Linked DNA regions of Mus musculus: all the other regions are linked to region 2. Evidence: chromatin contacts called from public HiCAR-type and Micro-C data. All regions are on one chromosome and are shown on one strand. Each heading gives the region's core, a stretch centred on a gene start, on an enhancer-like site or on the middle of the called end of the contact. The rest is flanking DNA. Distances are from core to core; before and after follow the strand shown.

What was found. Hi-C and Micro-C count contacts between places; a contact is called where the count stands out from the background. HiCAR-type assays count read pairs that join an accessible place to other places.
Region 1: a HiCAR-type map of kidney shows a contact between it and region 2, with 2.6 times the contacts expected there. The contact joins two enhancer-like sites. A contact is called at or near these places in 4 of 484 Hi-C or Micro-C datasets (the NIH/3T3 cell line, the STO cell line, embryonic fibroblasts and 1 more) and 1 of 115 datasets of contacts at active chromatin or transcription factors (kidney).
Region 3: a contact with region 2 is called in a Micro-C map of embryonic fibroblasts, with 5 times the contacts expected there. The contact joins two enhancer-like sites. A contact is called at or near these places in 6 of 484 Hi-C or Micro-C datasets (Sertoli cells, embryonic fibroblasts, nephron progenitors and 1 more).

The regions. Positions count from the first base shown.
Region 1 is chr13:71,269,698-71,273,890 of GRCm38.p6, forward strand. No RefSeq gene overlaps it. Among named protein-coding and RNA genes, the nearest start is that of Gm40998, 120 kb to the right of the region's middle. Within about 2 kb of position 2,609, at least 25 of the 459 cell types and tissues checked have an H3K27ac peak or open chromatin away from gene starts, as enhancers often do. A contact at or near this core is called in the STO cell line and kidney, where this site is marked.
Region 2 is chr13:71,456,718-71,460,424 of GRCm38.p6, forward strand. No RefSeq gene overlaps it. Among named protein-coding and RNA genes, the nearest start is that of 1700112M02Rik, 29 kb to the right of the region's middle. Within about 2 kb of position 1,969, at least 50 of the 459 cell types and tissues checked have an H3K27ac peak or open chromatin away from gene starts, as enhancers often do. A contact at or near this core is called in the STO cell line, embryonic fibroblasts and kidney, where this site is marked.
Region 3 is chr13:71,648,163-71,651,848 of GRCm38.p6, forward strand. No RefSeq gene overlaps it. Among named protein-coding and RNA genes, the nearest start is that of Gm40999, 140 kb to the right of the region's middle. Within about 2 kb of position 1,314, at least 21 of the 459 cell types and tissues checked have an H3K27ac peak or open chromatin away from gene starts, as enhancers often do. A contact at or near this core is called in embryonic fibroblasts, where this site is marked.

The DNA of each region.
Region 1 (4,193 bases), core at 1,359-3,858, 190 kb before region 2:
GGTTGCAGCAGGCTAGATAGGGGGTGTTTGAAAATGTCAATCAAGGAGCTCCTCCTCCAATCACAGTGCTGTCTGCCAGACTTCTGAAGCACCTCTGACTTATCAAACGTCAGGTGAACTGGACGTTTGTATATCTACATATTATTTCCTGTATCTGGCTACTTAGCACATTTCAGGGTTGTCACTTTATTAATATTTTCTACTATAGTTTCTTCAGCAGGAAGTTGGATACAAAGCTTCCAAGCTATACATCTTCTTTTCTCTGAAACTAAGTTATACATTGTAAGTATAGGGAGATCTATATTTCCCTGGGTGCTGGGGTTTGTAATGATCTATACATTGATTTAAAACAAAGAACCCCTCTAGAGAATCAAACTACATGCAAACCGAGTATTTCCTGTCCACAATATTTAGTTTGGATTGTTTGGTTTGTGGCCCATTTAATTAATGTCTTTAATTATAAAAAAATAAATTAAGACTAAATGGAAGCTAAGCTTCCATGAGAGCGTTTGCTTTCGCAGGTTAGGTCTTCAGGATTCTGTTCTGCTCTGTTACTCTGCAGACCGTGGCAAGGATTTTAATGGTGCTCTCTTATGCAAAGGGTGCACTCTACAAGTAAAACACACCAAGATGGGAACGGTACACTTTGTACCTCGGGAAGGTTGCAATGCAGAAACACAGAGAACTTGGGTTATAATAACATCTGAACTGATCGGGGCGGTGGGAATGTCGTAGTACTGGTTCCAGAGGAGACCCAGGTGAGTAAGCAGTGAGGTGATTTAGGGCGTCATCCATCACTTCCTGCCTGTCATTTAAGCAGGCCATCTATATGCATGGTGGGACCACGAGGGGAGGCAGGAGGCCTGATTTATGGGTGAGGGCAAACACCTGTGGGTCCAGCAGCTCAGAAATTAGCCACAAGTAGCATATTAGTGGAGCCCATCAGGCACGGTTCAGGATCTCAGGCTCTTGATTTGCCCATAAATAAGTTTCTACATGGCTACCCCGAGGCCTCCTGGTGATTAACGGCCTTGACCTAACAGTGGAATACACAGATTGAGCAGCACAGTGGGGCTTGCAGGTGCACACTGTAATCACACCATCTCAAACTTGACTGTCCCTGGGTTGAAAGGGCTGCAACGGAGGGGGGATCCTGTTAAGGCGGCTTATCAGAAGTAACAATTTACCTTTCAGTCTCCAACCCTGTCATTACATTGACAACCTTGTAGCAGCTGCCCCATAACTACTTATCAACCATAAAACATTTTCTCCTTTGGTGCCCAGTGTAGATGTGCATAGAACCTGTAACTACAGCCACACCTACTACGGCTTGATGTTTTGATGTTTTCCTATATCCTTTTGTATCGGGGAGACTTTTTCATAGTTTATTATGCATTAATGTTTATCTGGAATATTTCTTCACATTATGTTCCATTTTTAGTCTAGTCTAATCTTAGCTTTATGGAACATATGAGGATCAGAGTAGGATAAGGACATACCTGATATACTGTTAATAAAATGTCCATGCCAGGGGTGACACGTCTGTCTCTATTCGGTGAAAACAGAAAGGAAATTGGATAAGACAGAGAAGGATGTACTAGGATCCTTTGGAAGTCTGAGATTTAAGGGAAGGAATTTACATAAGCGCTGAGGGTCAGACAATTCATCTAGACCAGTGGTTCTCAAGGTCTTCAGTGCTGCGACCCTTTAATAAAGTTCCTCATGTTGTGGTTAACACCCATCAAAAAATTAATTTTGTTGCTACCTCATAACTGCAATTTTGCTACTGTTATGAATCATAATGAAAACACTTGTTTTCCAGTGGTCTCAGGTGACTTCTGTGAAGAGGTCATTCAACACCTCACAGAAGTCATGACCCACAGGTTGAGGACGGCTGATCTGGAAGGCATTGAAAAGGTGCAAACAAATATAATGATGCCAGAGGAGCCTACACTTCACCAGGAAAACCAATACTATTTCATATTATTCATGAGTTTTCTGGACTCCTAGCCCGTTTTATGCTTTAGATGTATCTCCTAAAATTCTTACATAACATCAGTTATGTTAAGAGAGGTGGAACGATGACAGATTCCATCATCTCCTCCTGTTGACGCTGGATCTATCATTTTAAACTTTGCCAGCAAAGTTAAAAACATCTCCAAGCTGCTTACAAACACCAACTCTAAAGGCACATTGGACGCGTTAGTACATTTAGCTCCATAGAAGGAGGGAGCAGATGGGCTTCCAGAGCACATGGGTGGCATGTGTGATTGATGTCTGAGAGTTAAGGGAGAGGAACGACTCAAAGCCTGTTGGAAAAGTGAAACTTTACCTGAAGGGTTTGGTAAACAGACCCAGAGACTTCAGAGCCAAAGGGAACAGAAGTCAGGGGGCTGAGTTAGGCGCCTGGGGACAGTGCCACCACTTCTGGGAAAAGCAAGTTAAGAGGTTAGTGAGAGATAGTCAACTAAGTAAGTGTATTTCCATTTGTAAGTTAATAAATTCAAGAGAAACCCAGCTGAGATCTGAATGCTCAGCCTGCTCAGGGTGAGAGTTACATTTTAAACCAAACAGGGCTCCATCAATGATGGCCCTTAAGGCAGGCAGTGTCCCATGAATTGCAAATGCTGAGGCTAATAGCTTTCCCAGGAGTTTGCTTCCTGTTAGGGCCCTTCCATGCCTTCATCCACTTAAGTGTGGAAAAGCCTTGCAGTTGTGAGCTCAGAGCTCAGTGCAGAGTGTTTTCCACATTACTGCTAATATGGAAAAAGCACAGGTATGGCGTCTGTGTTGTTTATCATAATATCCACGGTAGTTAACTGCCTGTCACCTTTGCCCCTTGCCACTCTTCTCTTCTCTGAGCTCCTAACCCTGCCCGTGCCTTTCCAATAGTGCCAGAGTCAAGGAGAGCATCCTGGTGAGTCCGCTGGCCTCTCTCCAGGACTATGACTGCTCCCTTTCAATGAGTAATCCAAATACCAATGTCCCATGACAGAACAGAGACTAAAGAAAGCCAACTGGATTAGATGCCTTTCTCACTACTGTGATACAACATACCCAACACGCAACTTAAGGGGAAAGTTCTGAGTTTGGCTCAGGGTCTGAGGAGATGTAGGCAGTCAGGTGGGAAGATGCATCAGGGCAGGAGCTGGTCACACCTGAGTGGATCAGGAGGCAGACAGGTGGCTGGAAGCAGGTGCTGTCCTCTCAAACTTACTTCTTGCAGCTATACCCCCCTCTCAAACAATGCCAGCATCTAGGAACTAAGTATGCAAGCATAGGAGCTGATGACTCGGTCTCCTCTGATCTTGGGCTTGTAAACCATTGTATAGTAAAGACAGGCTAGGTGCCTTGCTGTTTATGCCTTAATCTGTTTCATAAGGATTGGTCTGTAACCTTAACTATAAATGGTTTTGTGCTGCCAGTTCCCTGAAATGGCAACCATGCCTTTGTTGCAAATGGTTATTATGACCACCTGTTGTTCTGACTACCTTGGTATGATTACCTTGTTATAACCAACTTGCAACAATGTCTTTGTTTCACAAGAGGTTGTTACAGCCAAGTTGTTATACTCTGCTTGTTATACTCAGTTAGGCCCTGCTTATTGGCCTGCCAAATCTCCCATTTTGAAACCCCTTACCCCTGAGCTATTAAAAGAACCTGTATTTTGACCACGTCAGGTGTTAACCTTTTGAACCCCAACTTCAGGGGAGGCAGTATGTGCACACAAATAAAAAAACCTTACTTTCATGAATGTGTCCATGATGATGCATGTTGGTGATCTTTCTCCTCACATCTTTTGGATTCACAGAACCCGTTGGTGACATTTCAAATTTCACGGTAATATTAATCATCCTGAAGTAATCATCACCCTTCTTAAAATTAGCATTAGGTCTCAGCGTTCGTGTTGAGTAATCTTTTCTCATGGACTTTAAGGTGTGGCAGGACACTTTTAGGTCACCATGACTAACAGTGTGTGAAACATATTCACCTTTGTTCCCCAATGCACCATTCAGTCCTTTTGCTGGGAGCAAGTTGCTCAAGCAAGTGACATTTTCTGTGTTGACATCTTGAGTCCTTGAGTCACCACCAGGAAGGGAGCTACTACTGTGGACTAGCAGGCCCACACCGTAACAGCACACCAGCTGTTTGGGCAAGTCATTGAGGAGTTGGATATGTTTTGTGTGTGTGTG
Region 2 (3,707 bases), core at 719-3,218:
GCATCCAGAGCCTGTCCTTGCCTCTGCCTTACTTACACTGAAGTGGTCATGGCCTCTGAGTCTGATTCTGCAACTGTGTCTTTAAACACCCTTCGTACCTCCCTCAGATAACCTGTACTGCTGACAGAATCTGAGATGGGTGGCTTTTCTCATCATAGCATCTAGAATAGCCTCAATGTATACATGGCAGCACACACTCTTCCTGCAAGAGCTACAGAGGAAGTCAGAACCCTGGGTTTCTTTGCAGACCCTCTTCTCTTTTGCATCTCAGGTACGTATTTACCTACAGAAATCATAACAAAGGCATTGTTTGTCTCAAAAGAATGAGTGTATGGTGAGGGAAATGTAATGTTTGTTTGGATTTTTGCAGACTTTCAGCAGGTCCAAGAACCTGGGGGATTTTTTTTCTTCCTTCTTTTCTTTCCTTCTTCCTTTCTTTCTTTCTTTCTTTTTTTTTTAAAGAACTTCTCTGAGTTTAAAATAGAAAGTCACTTTTACAACTATGAAAAATAGGGTTCCCTGCCTACTAAGGAGCATGATTAAACCTCCTGCAGCTTCCATAAAACACTTTATTTAGCTGCTCTTTGCATTTTGAATGCCGTCATTCTTTAGGGGCATAATTTGTTTGTGGAAAATATATTTTTGCTTTATATTGGGTTTTATACATTGTTTTTTATAGACCTTTAATTGCACGAATTTCTGTACAAATTGGTCGGGGCCTCTGCATATAGTTCTCTCTCTCTCACTAGTTCTCTCTCTCTCTCTCTCTCTCTCTCTCTCTCTCTCTCTCTCTCTCTCTCATTGTTGTCCAGAATCTGTGAACAAACACCACATTTTATTACAAGTCATTCTTGGAACACATGAACTTCTTTTATAATCACACATCTATGAATCTGTATAGGCGGGGCCAGAGAGATGGCTCAGTAGTTAAACATGTCTACTGCTATTGTACAAGCAAGTCCTTCGGTACCCAGAATCCATGTTGAATGGCTCACAACATGGGATGCTGTGCTCCTGGGGCCACACTCTGGCCTCTGGTAAGTACTACCTGCTACAGACAGGAAGCTGTGGGGCAGCAGCTCCTCCCCTCTACAGTGCAAATGCAGGTCTCCACAGTTAGAAGCACTCTTGGCCAGTGCTATCCTGTAGGGAGGTAAGGGAAAGGCCAATTTTCACCCATGGCCTGAAGGGCAGGGGAAAGTGTGAACGTGTGGAGTGAAACACCCATGTCTGCCCTGCACGGTCACAAGAGGCCCATCTCGCCTTACTGCATTGCTCTGATTGGGGCACAGGTCCAGCTTAGATTAAAGGGTGACAAAGGTGCACAGAATTATGTGCTTCAAAGCCCAACAGAACGTGGAAAATCAGTTGGTTCTACTTTTAAATATCTTCCTGTGTCTCTTTGTTTGAGACTGGCTTGAACCTTCCCTCTTGGGACAGGACACTTAGCTGTGTTTTACACACACACACACACACACACACACACACACACACACACCTGCTTTAGCCTGGCTTGCTCAACACTAACAGATTGGTGTGGTAGCATCACGTCTGGCTTTGGGCTCAGAGGCTGGCAAGTTTCTGTTACAAGCATCCACACAGACCACACATTTCTTTGAAACAGCTTCTCCTTTTTGTCTTTCTTGACTGTGAGAACCTGATTTCCGGTTACAAGCCGGGCACAGCTTAGCTGTAGGGTAGTAGAGGCCAGGATCCTGCCTTGTTGGGAGAGCCAACAACCAAGACTTACCTGCTCTGTTTCAGGGACTGCCAGGCATCTGCAAATACTCCCAAAAAATTCTCTAGGAAGGCAGAGGGAGGAGGAGCGCCCGCGTCGGGGCCGCATTTGCGCATGTCGGCCTGTAGGGGGTGCAAGCGCTCCACTGCGGCCCTGCGGACGCCTGCGTGCAGGGTCAGACCCCACGCTGAATAGGCCTTTATCATGGAACAGAGCCGGCTTTCTAAGGATCCAGCCTTTAAGAAAGGGATCAAATCAGCATGCGTTTTGACAGTGTAAGCTGCAGTCTTCAACTCAAAGCCCTGAGCGAGAACTCAGAGAAGGAGGGAGCCCTTCCTCAACCGTGAAATACCGTCCAAATTCCCCAGCGCTGCATCTGCAGGATCATTCCAGTAGATTCCAAGAGCAGTGGCTCCCCAGCCACGCATTCACAAGCCGGCTGCTTTTTGCAAGTGGAGGAAACACAGCCAGAGGCTGCATCTTTGGAAAAGAGCTGCTTCAAGATCTCTGGGAATGTGGGATCGTCCTGTTTTTCATCGGGTCAGAGAGGGAGGGACTGGGTTTTTTTGAGTCCCTACTTAAAATGACTAAGCGAGTTCTCTATGGTGAGAACCCTTTAGAAGGTCCACTGTAAGTCTCCATCCTAGCAAGCCAGCTCAGAAGCTAGAAAGCCATTTTGGGGCCACACCCTGGTCTCCAGAGTGGACTCCCAGGATGCTGGGAGTCTGCAGGGGCAGAGTCCAGGTTCACCTAACGCAAGTGGTCAGTGGTGCGTGGCTGATACCCGCATAAGAGGCCGCTGGCCCGTGGGCCACCTCTGCTCCTCCTGGACCCTCCATTCAGACGCCATTACTCAGCACATTTGAAGAGCGGGTACTTGAATAAGAGCACTTAAGAAAATGAAGGAAGGCTTTATCTACTCTTGTCTCAAATAACCAGGCAGAGGGGATTACCGTTAGAGAGGACGGAACAAAAGCAGAAAAATCATTTGTGGTGATAGAAATGGGAACTTAAGCAAAGACTCTTAACGTATGCTTCTATCAGATCCTCAAATTAACTTTATTGTTAGGAAAGAAAGGAAAAAAAAACCCCACCATTTAAGAACAGCCTTTCCACAGGGAAGTCATGAGGTGGGGGGGTGGATGGGTGGGGGAGGGGGAGTGTGTGTGTGTGGGGGGGGGCACGCAGTCCAAGAGAACGTTTGGAAGCCACTGAGACTGGTACTTGAGACTGAGGGGTAACAGTTTCCCAGCACTAAAGGGGTGTGCTTTGAAGCTGTCTTAGCACTGGGGGATTTTCATGGAGATCATGTAAACATACTGCAAATTTTTATTTTCAGAGTTTTCCAGGTTGTAGTGCCAGAAAGACCTGCACAGCAGCACACTGCTAATACGGTTGCTAAGTGCGCCAGAGCACCTGGATGTTTTGGAAATGTAGATATCAAAGTAAAAGCAAAGACAAAGACGATGGCAAAGTGTAATGTTTTAGGTCGCCTGGTTCCCTTGCTTTCTTCTACTTACTGTAATCTTGTCCATTGGTTTCCGAACAGAGAGATGATTACAGAGGGAAAGCATGGCCTCCAGGATCCCTGTGTTCACAGGGGCTTCTGAGCTCTGATGGCCCGACCAAGGGCTCTCTGCCTACATGTCCACCTTCATAGGAAAATGACCCTGATATCCAGCCACGGACTGACACTGAGAGCCCCGCGCCCCACCACAGAACCTTCTTTATATTTCTCATAATCTACGGAGCATTGATCCTCTGGGGACTCCGTACATCATACTGACATTCTTTTCTCAAGCTAATGGTTTGTTTTATTATCTGAGAAGTGTCTCTGTTGAACTGTTATTTTAACCCCACTGTGACCGTGGAATTGCATTTCATCCAGAAGCCAGCAGAGGCAAAACCCCAGCGACCCGCTGGTTCAGGGTGGACACTGGAAGCACGCCCCAGAGAATGAAAAATAGGT
Region 3 (3,686 bases), core at 64-2,563, 190 kb after region 2:
AGATAGGAATTCTGTGGCCAACCTTTGTCCAGAGACACAACAAGTTTGCTAACACATACAAGTCTGTAATAGCACAGTCAGGTGATGCTTTTTATATAGACTGCCTCACAGCCTCATATTCAAAAAGGGCTCTCTCTCTCTCTCTTTCTCCCTCTCTCTCTCTCTCTCTGTATGTGTATGTGTGTGTGTGACAGAGAGAGAGAAAGAGAGAGAGAGAGAGACAGAGAAAGAGAGAGAGAGTCTCTCACTAGAGTTTGCCAATTAGTCTAGGTTGGTTGCAGGGCAGGACTCAGAGATCCATTTGACTTTGCCTCCCCAGTGCTGGGATATGCCAGCAAGTCTAGTGTTTTGTGTGTTTGTATGTTTTTAATGGATGCTGGACATTCAACTCAGGTCTTCAAGCTTGTGTAGTATATATGTTACTAAGACGTCTCAGCCCCACCCAAGGGCAGCTCTCTGATTATATTTATGCAGAAGGCTTAAACTAAATTCTTCTTGGATTCTTTTGGACTGAGCATGTTCCAAATATGCTGTGGTAAACTGTAGCTATTACAAAAAGCAGTATCCCCTATTTTTCTGTATATTGATGAAGTAATAATTTAGAAGCTAACTACGGAAGCTGAGTCATTTTCAGAAAGAAAGAATTCACTCCTGAAATTGAATAAAATGTCATAAAGACACATGTTGAGTTTAAGGACATTTATCTCAAATATTGTTAATCTCAGTGGAATTTCAACTATTTTAGTTAATAGATATAATCTTGAATTTCTCTATGTGGAGCAATTCCCTAGACATTCTGATTTCTTGAATACACCTTTGAGAAGGTGTGGAGCTATTTTTTGGTGGCCTGCTTTGCACAAAAGCAGCCCATTTATTTGCAAAGCCATGCAGAGAAGTCTCATGGTCAGGGTGTAGTGTGCTGAGGGTATTTGAAAAAATAGTCTTGTGGTGACTAACAGGAGAGTGTAACATCATAGCAGACATGGATAAAAATCTCAGCAGGCCCTGACAGGCAGCTCTCCACGTGATGCCTTTGGCACACTCTCATGCCCAAAGTGTACGGGTCACAGTGAACCCCACCTCCTTACAAGTCTTAATTATTTTTGCCTGATCACAGTGTTCCCAGAACCAGTTGATGCAATCCATTGTAACAGCAGATACTGGGGATGAGATAGATATCTTCAATACTTTAAGATGGAGGAAGAAGGCCTACAGCATGTTTGGGATGCCAGAGATATTTATGTCCTGCAGTCCCCACACAGCATGGCTGCTGCTCCCAACTGGCAGTGCAAAGTCTTCTGTGTATTGTGAAGTCAGAAAGGCTGCTAAGCCTCCTTACCACACACCGTGAGGTCAGAGGACCGCCATCCCTCCTCTCCCCATACAAGTCAAATGTCTCATCACTAACCCTGAGAGCTGATGCTTCACATCCTAGCCATTTGCTAGCATGTTGAATTATGAGCATGGGGTTGTGGAGGGAGCTGGGGAGATGAGCCTTGAGAATGGGGTAAACACATCAAGGACATTGCAGTAACTTTGAAAGTTAGAGTAAGGTAGGGAAGGAATGAAGCACAGATTAGCCTTAGTATGCCTTTGTTACTGGTTTTGTTCCCTTCTGATTCTCAGAATTTTAATGGGTCTTAGGTGGCTCATAGCACACATAATTGAACACTGAGTGAATTAAGCAAGGTCTGCCTGCTCTCAGGGTTCCTGTGTTTCTGTCCTAAAGCTGCTGTTGGCCTAAAATATTCTCCAAAGTCTCTTAGAGCCTTTGAGTTCCTCATTGCCCTCTCTGCTTTGTCTGGCAAGAGAGCTCCTGCTCTCCTATCCTACTAGTCTGCTCTGATTGGTTGCTTGTTGCTCAGTGTCCGAAGCTTCCTGGGAATCTGTACCCCACTGTGAAGCTCACGACCTTTCAATATTAGATGAGTCAGTGGAGATCTGCCAGCCAAGCTGCTTCTCACACCAGTCATGCCCCAGTGGCTTCATTTAAATTTGGTTCCTCCCCTTGTTGTACCATCTACCTTGGAAGATGACATGGCCTGCATGGTTTTTTTGTTTTTTGTTTTTTTGGCAGAGAGACAGAATATGATTAAGATCCTAAGATACCCACATGCTAATAAAACACAGAGTGAAAAGGTTTTTTTCTATTTTAGCGTTTCTTGATTTGGGTCAGAACCACCTCAGTTTATACATTCTACAACATTCAAAACAGAAGACTGGAAGATAGTAGAATGAATCCCTTTGGATTTTGAGATGTTAAAACCGCTCAGTGTCACCTAAATGGTTTAGAGTGATACAGTCAGAAGTCACTCCAGGGGCAGGCTGCTCCTCCCCTGTGAAGGCTTATCAGCTAAGAGCAGCATGGGAGTAAATCAGAACAGACCAAAGAACTAGCTTCAAGAAGGGATACCCAGATCAAGTGGCTGACCTGCAGGGCAGCTTTTTAGCTCAGTCCGTCCTGCCTAGCTGGGCTGCAGGCTGTGGGAACAGAGACATGCAGAGGTGTAGAAAGAACTTGGTTGTGAATTGTTCAGCTTGACCTCCAAGTATTTTTTTTCTTGACATGTTGAAGACTCATGTGAGTGCCCCATCTCTGTTTTAAGTTTTCTTTGTCGACAGTCATGTTTTGACCTCATACACACATAATGAACTTTGGTCACTTCCACTCTCTCTTATCCCCCTCTGTTTTCCATCAAAATTACTTTTCCTCCCACCAAGTCCCCCTCTGGGGTTGTTGTCTACTGTGACTATTTAGGATCGCATGCATGAATGTGTATGTGGGGTCATTTACCAGAGCATAGGTAACTTACAAAGACCACACCTTTCAGTGTGGTTACGGGAAGATTACAGTAAATAGCACTCCCCCTTAACTATTAGCTGTCTACACTACCCCAATGAGTAGAGAATGAAGTGGTGGAATGAAGCCTCACACCATCAGTCCTGTTTTAAAGGTCATCTTTTGCTTGCTGTCCCAATAAGTTCACATATTTGTCTAGACTCTAATATACATTGGGTTTCACTTATTCCTTTGCACTCTTGATTCCTAGTGTACCTCATCTCATGGAAAAAAGAAGTAAATTATTTATTCCTGGCTAGGCTCATATATGCCAACAATAATACTAAGAATAAAGATCATAAAGATCGTTCTCACTCAGATGAGCTAAGTGGCATGGCTCAGTTCCCACTGGACAGAGGAGGGGCATGGCTAGGCAAAGCCTAAGAGTCTAGACCAACAAAGCATTGCCTCTTGGACAAAGCAGTTATGGAGTAGGATAGCAGCAGGTGTGTGTTTCAAGAGATTAGAAGAACGGAGATTTGAAAGGGAGAAAATCAGATATGAAAAGATGAGGCTGAATCCTTAAAATATGTGAGGGGACTTAACGTGGTGGTATTCCCTGTCCACTGTTATCCCTCCTGAATTGCCTTTTCTTTCTTTCTTCCCAACCATTCATATTAGTGTTGGTCCCTCATGAAATACAAGGGAGGATGTAGGTGCATAAGCACCTGCATGCAGAAAGATTGGTGGGATGCTGTACATGTGCATGCAATGTATTGCCAGGCTGTATCAGATAAGGAGAGTGAGACTTTGAAGAAAAGAGCACTTCTGAACTCAATGTATATCTTGTGCTGAGCCTGTGGCCCAGTGATGCCTGATTGCCCAAGTGAGAATGTGGTAATCAACA